Linked DNA regions of Anser cygnoides: region 1 is linked to region 2. The links are chromatin contacts, called in public Hi-C maps. All regions are on one chromosome and are shown on one strand. The core of a region is the stretch at or near the end of the contact, and the rest is flanking DNA. Distances in the headings are between cores, read along the strand shown.

What was found. A called contact is a pair of places that touch in the nucleus more often than the background predicts.
Region 1: a Hi-C map of liver shows a contact between it and region 2, with 2.2 times the contacts expected there. The contact joins the promoter of ESRRG here to the enhancer-like site in region 2. A contact is called at or near these places in 2 of 7 Hi-C or Micro-C datasets (both in liver).

What each region holds. Positions count from the first base shown.
Region 1 is chr3:21,748,859-21,751,558 of Taihu_goose_T2T_genome, forward strand. It overlaps ESRRG (estrogen related receptor gamma), which reads right to left and starts at 1,301. Exons shown (of 8, transcript XM_066995513.1): 1 at 1,161-1,301. It overlaps LOC106031642 (a long non-coding RNA gene), which reads left to right and starts at 1,211. Exons shown (of 6, transcript XR_010830894.1): 1 at 1,211-1,346.
Region 2 is chr3:21,617,766-21,620,465 of Taihu_goose_T2T_genome, forward strand. The region is part of intron 2 of ESRRG (estrogen related receptor gamma); the gene reads right to left. Among named protein-coding and RNA genes, the nearest start is that of ESRRG, 130 kb to the right of the region's middle. Within about 2 kb of position 1,391, at least 1 of the 3 cell types and tissues checked has open chromatin away from gene starts, as enhancers often do. A contact at or near this core is called in liver, where this site is marked.

The DNA of each region.
Region 1 (2,700 bases), core at 51-2,550, 130 kb after region 2:
TGCCTCTGAACTTTGTTCCCAGGCACGGCAGGGAGAGGAGCGAATACCGATACTCACCCTGCTCTTTGGATTTCCAGGTGCAACTCCGGCTCTCCCTCTTCTTTGTGTATAAACGAGCAAAGGTTACAGCCCGGGCACACGCCGTGATGCTGCCCCGGGTAACCCCGGCCCTGTGAATTTAACGCTGCGCTAACCCGCTCCGAGCTGGGGGCCGGCTCAGCACCGCGCCTCTCCGCGCTGCCAGCGGCTCGCTCCGCACCCCGAGCCCCGCACCCGGCTTCCGAGGGGTCTCCGAGCCCGGTACAGGCCGTGTCCCCCCCCTCTCGCCCCCCTTCGAGCCCGCTGTGCGGTTTCTAAAAGGCGCACGCTGCTGTGGGGCTCGCCTGCGCCCGCTGTGCCACGCGTGGGGAAAGGGCAGGGAAGGAAGGAGCGGGGCTACGGCGAGCCCACGGGAGCCGAGAGCCCACGCGTGGGGAAAGGAGCGGGGCCACGGCGAGCCCAGCCCGCTGCTCGCTGCCGCCTGCCCCTGCCCGTGGGGCGCGGGGGCTCTCCACTGCCCGCACGCCAGGCGCCGAGCCCCCGTCCCCGCGTCCTTCTCGCTCGCTTTTCCTTTTTTTCTTTTTTTTTTCTTTCTCTCTCTTTTTTTTTTTTTTTTTTCTGTTTTTCCCCCCTTTTAATTCCCCCAAGTGGGTCCTGCTGAATACAGCTCGTTAGCCGCGCTGCTACCGGGGTAATTGTCTGGGGGGCTGAGTGCTCCCGGAAAAGAAAAGCGGAGGAAGAGGGAGGGATGTAACCTCCGTTATCTTTCTGGTACTAATTCCCAGCCGGCTCGGGCTCAGGGGACAAGGCGATCGCTTAACAAACCCTCCTCCTTCTCTCCCTCCACCACTCCTTCCTTCCTTCCTCTGCTCCGGCACATTTTCTCCCCCGCGCTCGCCCCCACGCTTCATTCCTCCTCGTGGGGAGGAATAAGCCGTGCGAGCTCAAACTAAAAGGAAAAGAAAAAAAAAAAAAAAAGGAAAAAAAAAAAAAGGCGGGTGGGAGAGAGACTGGACGGGAATAAAAAAATAAGAAAGGGGAGGGAGGAAGAAAAGGACAGAAAGTGTCTGTGCCTGATCGCTGACCATCTGTGCAAAAGGTGATCGTTGTTAGGTACTCACATGGCTGGTGGCAGAGCGGCTCTTAGCAATTAATAAGTCTCTCAGCTTGAGATCTTCTTTCCCCTTTTTGATTGTAGCGCTCTCTGTGTGTCTCTCTCTCACTGGCGCACACACCAAACCGCTCGGATGCTTCACGACCGGCCACTTTGCGAGGGGAACAACACGGGAGGGTTTGTATTACTCCAGGTTCGTGTGTGTAGCCTATAAATAGCGAACTTTTTGATGGAATCAGCTAACAAATGAGAGGAGAAGGCGTAATTTTGCGCAGGGAGCCCCCCTTTCTCTTTGCAAGATTAAAACCCCCCAGGCAGCAGACAGAGCTAAAGTTGTGGGTGTGTAGGAAGGAATTTGACTTCACCGTGATTGTGCGCGAGGTTCTGGTTTGTTTGTTTATTTTGGGGGCTTGCTTTGGTTTTTCCCCCTACAACCCATATGTTACACGCTCCCTCCCTGCCTTCCCAACAGGGGCAGGAGCTGACCCGGATTAGCACCGACTTTAACTCCAGGTTGGAAACACGGTGCGTTTGCGGCTTTTTTTTTTTTTTTTTTTTTTTTTTTTTAGGGTGGTGGAGGTGAAGAGGGGCTCCCCGCTAGGTCGGGTGGAAAGGAGGGAGGCGGCAGGCAGCATTTCCTGAACGCGCCTTCACTTTAAAAGCAAGGGCGGGGGGGGGGAATAGGAAAGAGGCAGATTGGGATTATTGGGGTGGGGGGAGGATTTGGGAGGGAGGAAAGGAGAGGGGCGAAGCGTTAGCCTGGAGCTTTGGGTCAGCCACGGAGCGAGGCAGCCACTCACGAGAAAGCCCCGAAAACACTCCTCCTGGGGGTTACCCCCGCGGCCGCCCCACGCCACGCCACGCGTGGGCGCCTGGCCGGGACAGAGCCAGATTTGGGGTGGGGTTTTTTTTTGGAGGGGGTGCAGCCCCGCGGGCTCCGAGGGCAGCCTCTGCCCTGGCCCTTCAGGGACGGGCCCCGGCCCCCTCGCTGCGGCACGGCTCCCACCCGCGCCTTCCCACGCGGGACGCCCCACGGGTAGGTGGGATGGGCTGGGGGGACTGGGGGGCGCGCAGCCCGGCCCGCGGGGGGGGCGCGCAGCAGGCGGCGGGGGCGCGCAGCAGGCGGCGGGGGGCACCCGCGCGGCGTGGGGCAGGCGGCCGGGGACACGCGTGGGGGCGCGCTCCCACCCCCCGGAGCCCCTCGCCTCGCCTCGCCGAGGCTGTCCCCGCGCGGTTCCAATCTCACGGCTCATAAACCGGGAGCCGGGGGGCTCATCATTCACCTGCCGCAGCCTACCGGGCAGGGGAAAAAAAGGGGAAAAAAAAAATAAAAATAAATAAATAAATAAAAAACATCACGCTGCGAGAAACAGCCAGAAGCGGGCAGGCGGAGAGCGGCGCACCCGGGGCCGCCCCGCCGCGCGTGGGCTCCGCACCATCCCGCATCGCTCCGCACCACCCCGCACCGCCCCGCGGCCGCTGCCTGGCGAGGCCGAGCAAAGCCGCGATGGGGCTTAGACCGGGTGCGGGGACAATGCCGCGGAGGA
Region 2 (2,700 bases), core at 141-2,640:
ACAGTTTGCTCTCCTTACAGTAGAAGCAGCTAGAGATCTACGCTTGATAGCTATTTTCTGCCTTAATTCTGCCTTTTAAGAAGGAGGGAGCAGTTATTACTTGCCAAACCAGCACATGTTCACAGAGAGAGTGCGGTCAAGTGGTCAGGAGCAGAGCTGATGTTAATTAGCAATGAAATGAGGAATGAACCAGCATTAGCCCTGAGACTAATCAATGGGAAAATCACTCCAAGCAGGCAGCTTAATGAAGTACTATACAGCTGTTTATTTTTAGTCTGTTTTAGCCTGACAACAAAATCCTTATTAATTAAACAACAAAATATATTTCTAAAATGTATTTCCTTTTAGAGCCTTGCTATAGCTCTGACTTTTTATTATTATTATTGCATTTGTCTACACCTTCCCTTAGCAATTATAGGCCTGATTGGAAAAATTAAGGCAGGTCAAGAAAGCTTGTACCTATCACTGGCACATGTTTGTCATTCACTGCAATCTCCCACCCTGCAGACGGCCCATCCAGGGCCCTTAGCACTGCTTAACCTGAAGTCTGGGTATGACTTGATGCCTTGGGTAAGGCATCCCAGCCCAAGTGTGCTCCTGCCTCTGCCGCACGGGGACCTGCTCCCAACAAGAAGGATGAGCCCTGTGATGAGACAGCTGGGTGTGATTTGGGGGAGGCACCTCGGTCCTCTCGCTGCCACAGGGCTTCTCCAGAGACCTGGGTGAGAAGCACCAGAGCAGGGTGCCAGAGTCTGAAAACCCAGGCTTTGCTCTTGGTAGGATGTGCAAACCAGACGCAGTGAAAGACCGCAAGTTAATCAGATGCCACCTGCCAAATCATTTCCTAACCAGGACATCTGAGGACAATGAGCCAGCGGCCAGCCTGTCACCTTCTCTTTTGAGCATCCACATACTGCACAGGACACTTTGAGGTGAGCCCACAAGCCTCCTACCACCTCTCTCCATGCCCTGTTCTCAACCCCCATGGCACAAACACCATTCGTCCTGCCGTATTGCCATGCAAACCACGGCATGGCTCTCTCACCAGAATGAGAGCTCAGGGCTGGATGGCCTCCCTGACCAGAGATCCCAGAGCCAGGACATGTTCCTGTGCCTTGTGGGGTACCCCCTGCATCTCCCCTCATCTCAGCTCACTGCCAGGCCCGTCCTCTGCACAAACCCCAGCATTTTCTGACAGAGACAGGCATAACACAATCGTCCTCCTGAGTCTGAATGTTGTAGCAGCTTTCTACCTGCACCACAACAGGCTGGGGAAAAAGCTTAGGACCCTTGCCCCCACAACACCACACCACCATGATATAATCTTAACTAGGGGAAAAAATCACAAGTTTGGTTTAAAATATTGCAACACTGAAAATCAATTAATTTGAGGCTTCGATAACTTCTTTTTGAAAACTAAGTTCTTTTCTATGCTTTCCAGCAGAATAAGCAGACATAAAATGGCATTTACTTGACAGTAAAATTAGTTAGGATTTTGACTTGACATTAAAAGCAGGTGCTTGAACAGCAGCAGTAGAAGATTTGGAGATGCAGGCAGTACCCTCAGAAGAAACGTGAGACAACTCTTCCCTTTGAAAGGAGCAGGTGAAAGGTCAACCAAAACCTGCTTTTATAGGAAGGTTTATTTAAAAGCCAAAATCAACAATAAAAAAACCACCTCAGTGTATTAACAATTCACTGTTTGGTCAAAGTCCTTTCAGAGACTAACAGAAGCTTAATTCAGGGAGAGGAGTTTCTTCATCGTTCCAGTATAATCAATAAGCCACCTCTGAAACCGTGTTGAAAGACAAAAGGGAAAAGACCATCCCATGCAGGTACGTTCCAAGCTAAATGTGTATATATACACAACTTCAGGGATTTTCTCGTCCATTTTTAGTGCTTCTAAGTTGTACAAAGCAACACAGTGTGATCCTTTAAGCGAGCACTACGACCCTGTACCCAGAAAGAGCAGCACAAGCCAGGAGAATGGCTCTCACCCAGGAAAAGAACTCTTCAAACCGTTATCAGCCCCTCTATGACAGAGAGGATTTCTAAGTCAAATTCACCTCCTCAAGATGGAGACATTACAGTAAATGTAATCATTAGATTTCAAATGACAAGCCTTAATTAAAGTGTACCGCGTTTGCAAAATGAGAACCAAAACTGAAGACACTCAAATACAGTAAATATCTTTTGCACTGAGCAGAGAAAGACAGACACTGGCTTCCATTTAATACCCACAATGCAAGAAAGACTCAAATATGAATGTTGGAGATATATTTCAATAACGTTGTTAGAAGACATTCAACCCAGCATGATAAGGGGATCACACATACTGTAACAGATTCAGACACAGACACGTCTGCTTTCTTAAAAATGAATTAAGTTTCTTGTAGACTCTGTTGTATATATAGAAAGCAAGTTTTACCAGTTTTTCTTCTTCAGTCATTAACTCTGCAATCCACCGAAATAAATATTGTTAATGCTTTTCACTTCAATAAGTCCATTCATGCAAAGATCACAACATTTCACAAGCTTCAGTTAAACAGACTGCCTTGTGGGAGAGAGAAGGGATATAAAGTAATTTACCAGCTACCATGAGGCAGAGGTAGATCATATCTGTTTAATAGTACACAGTTTCATTCTAAAAAAACACTCATGAAAACTTTAGTCTTCTTACAGAGGGATGAGCTGATTAAA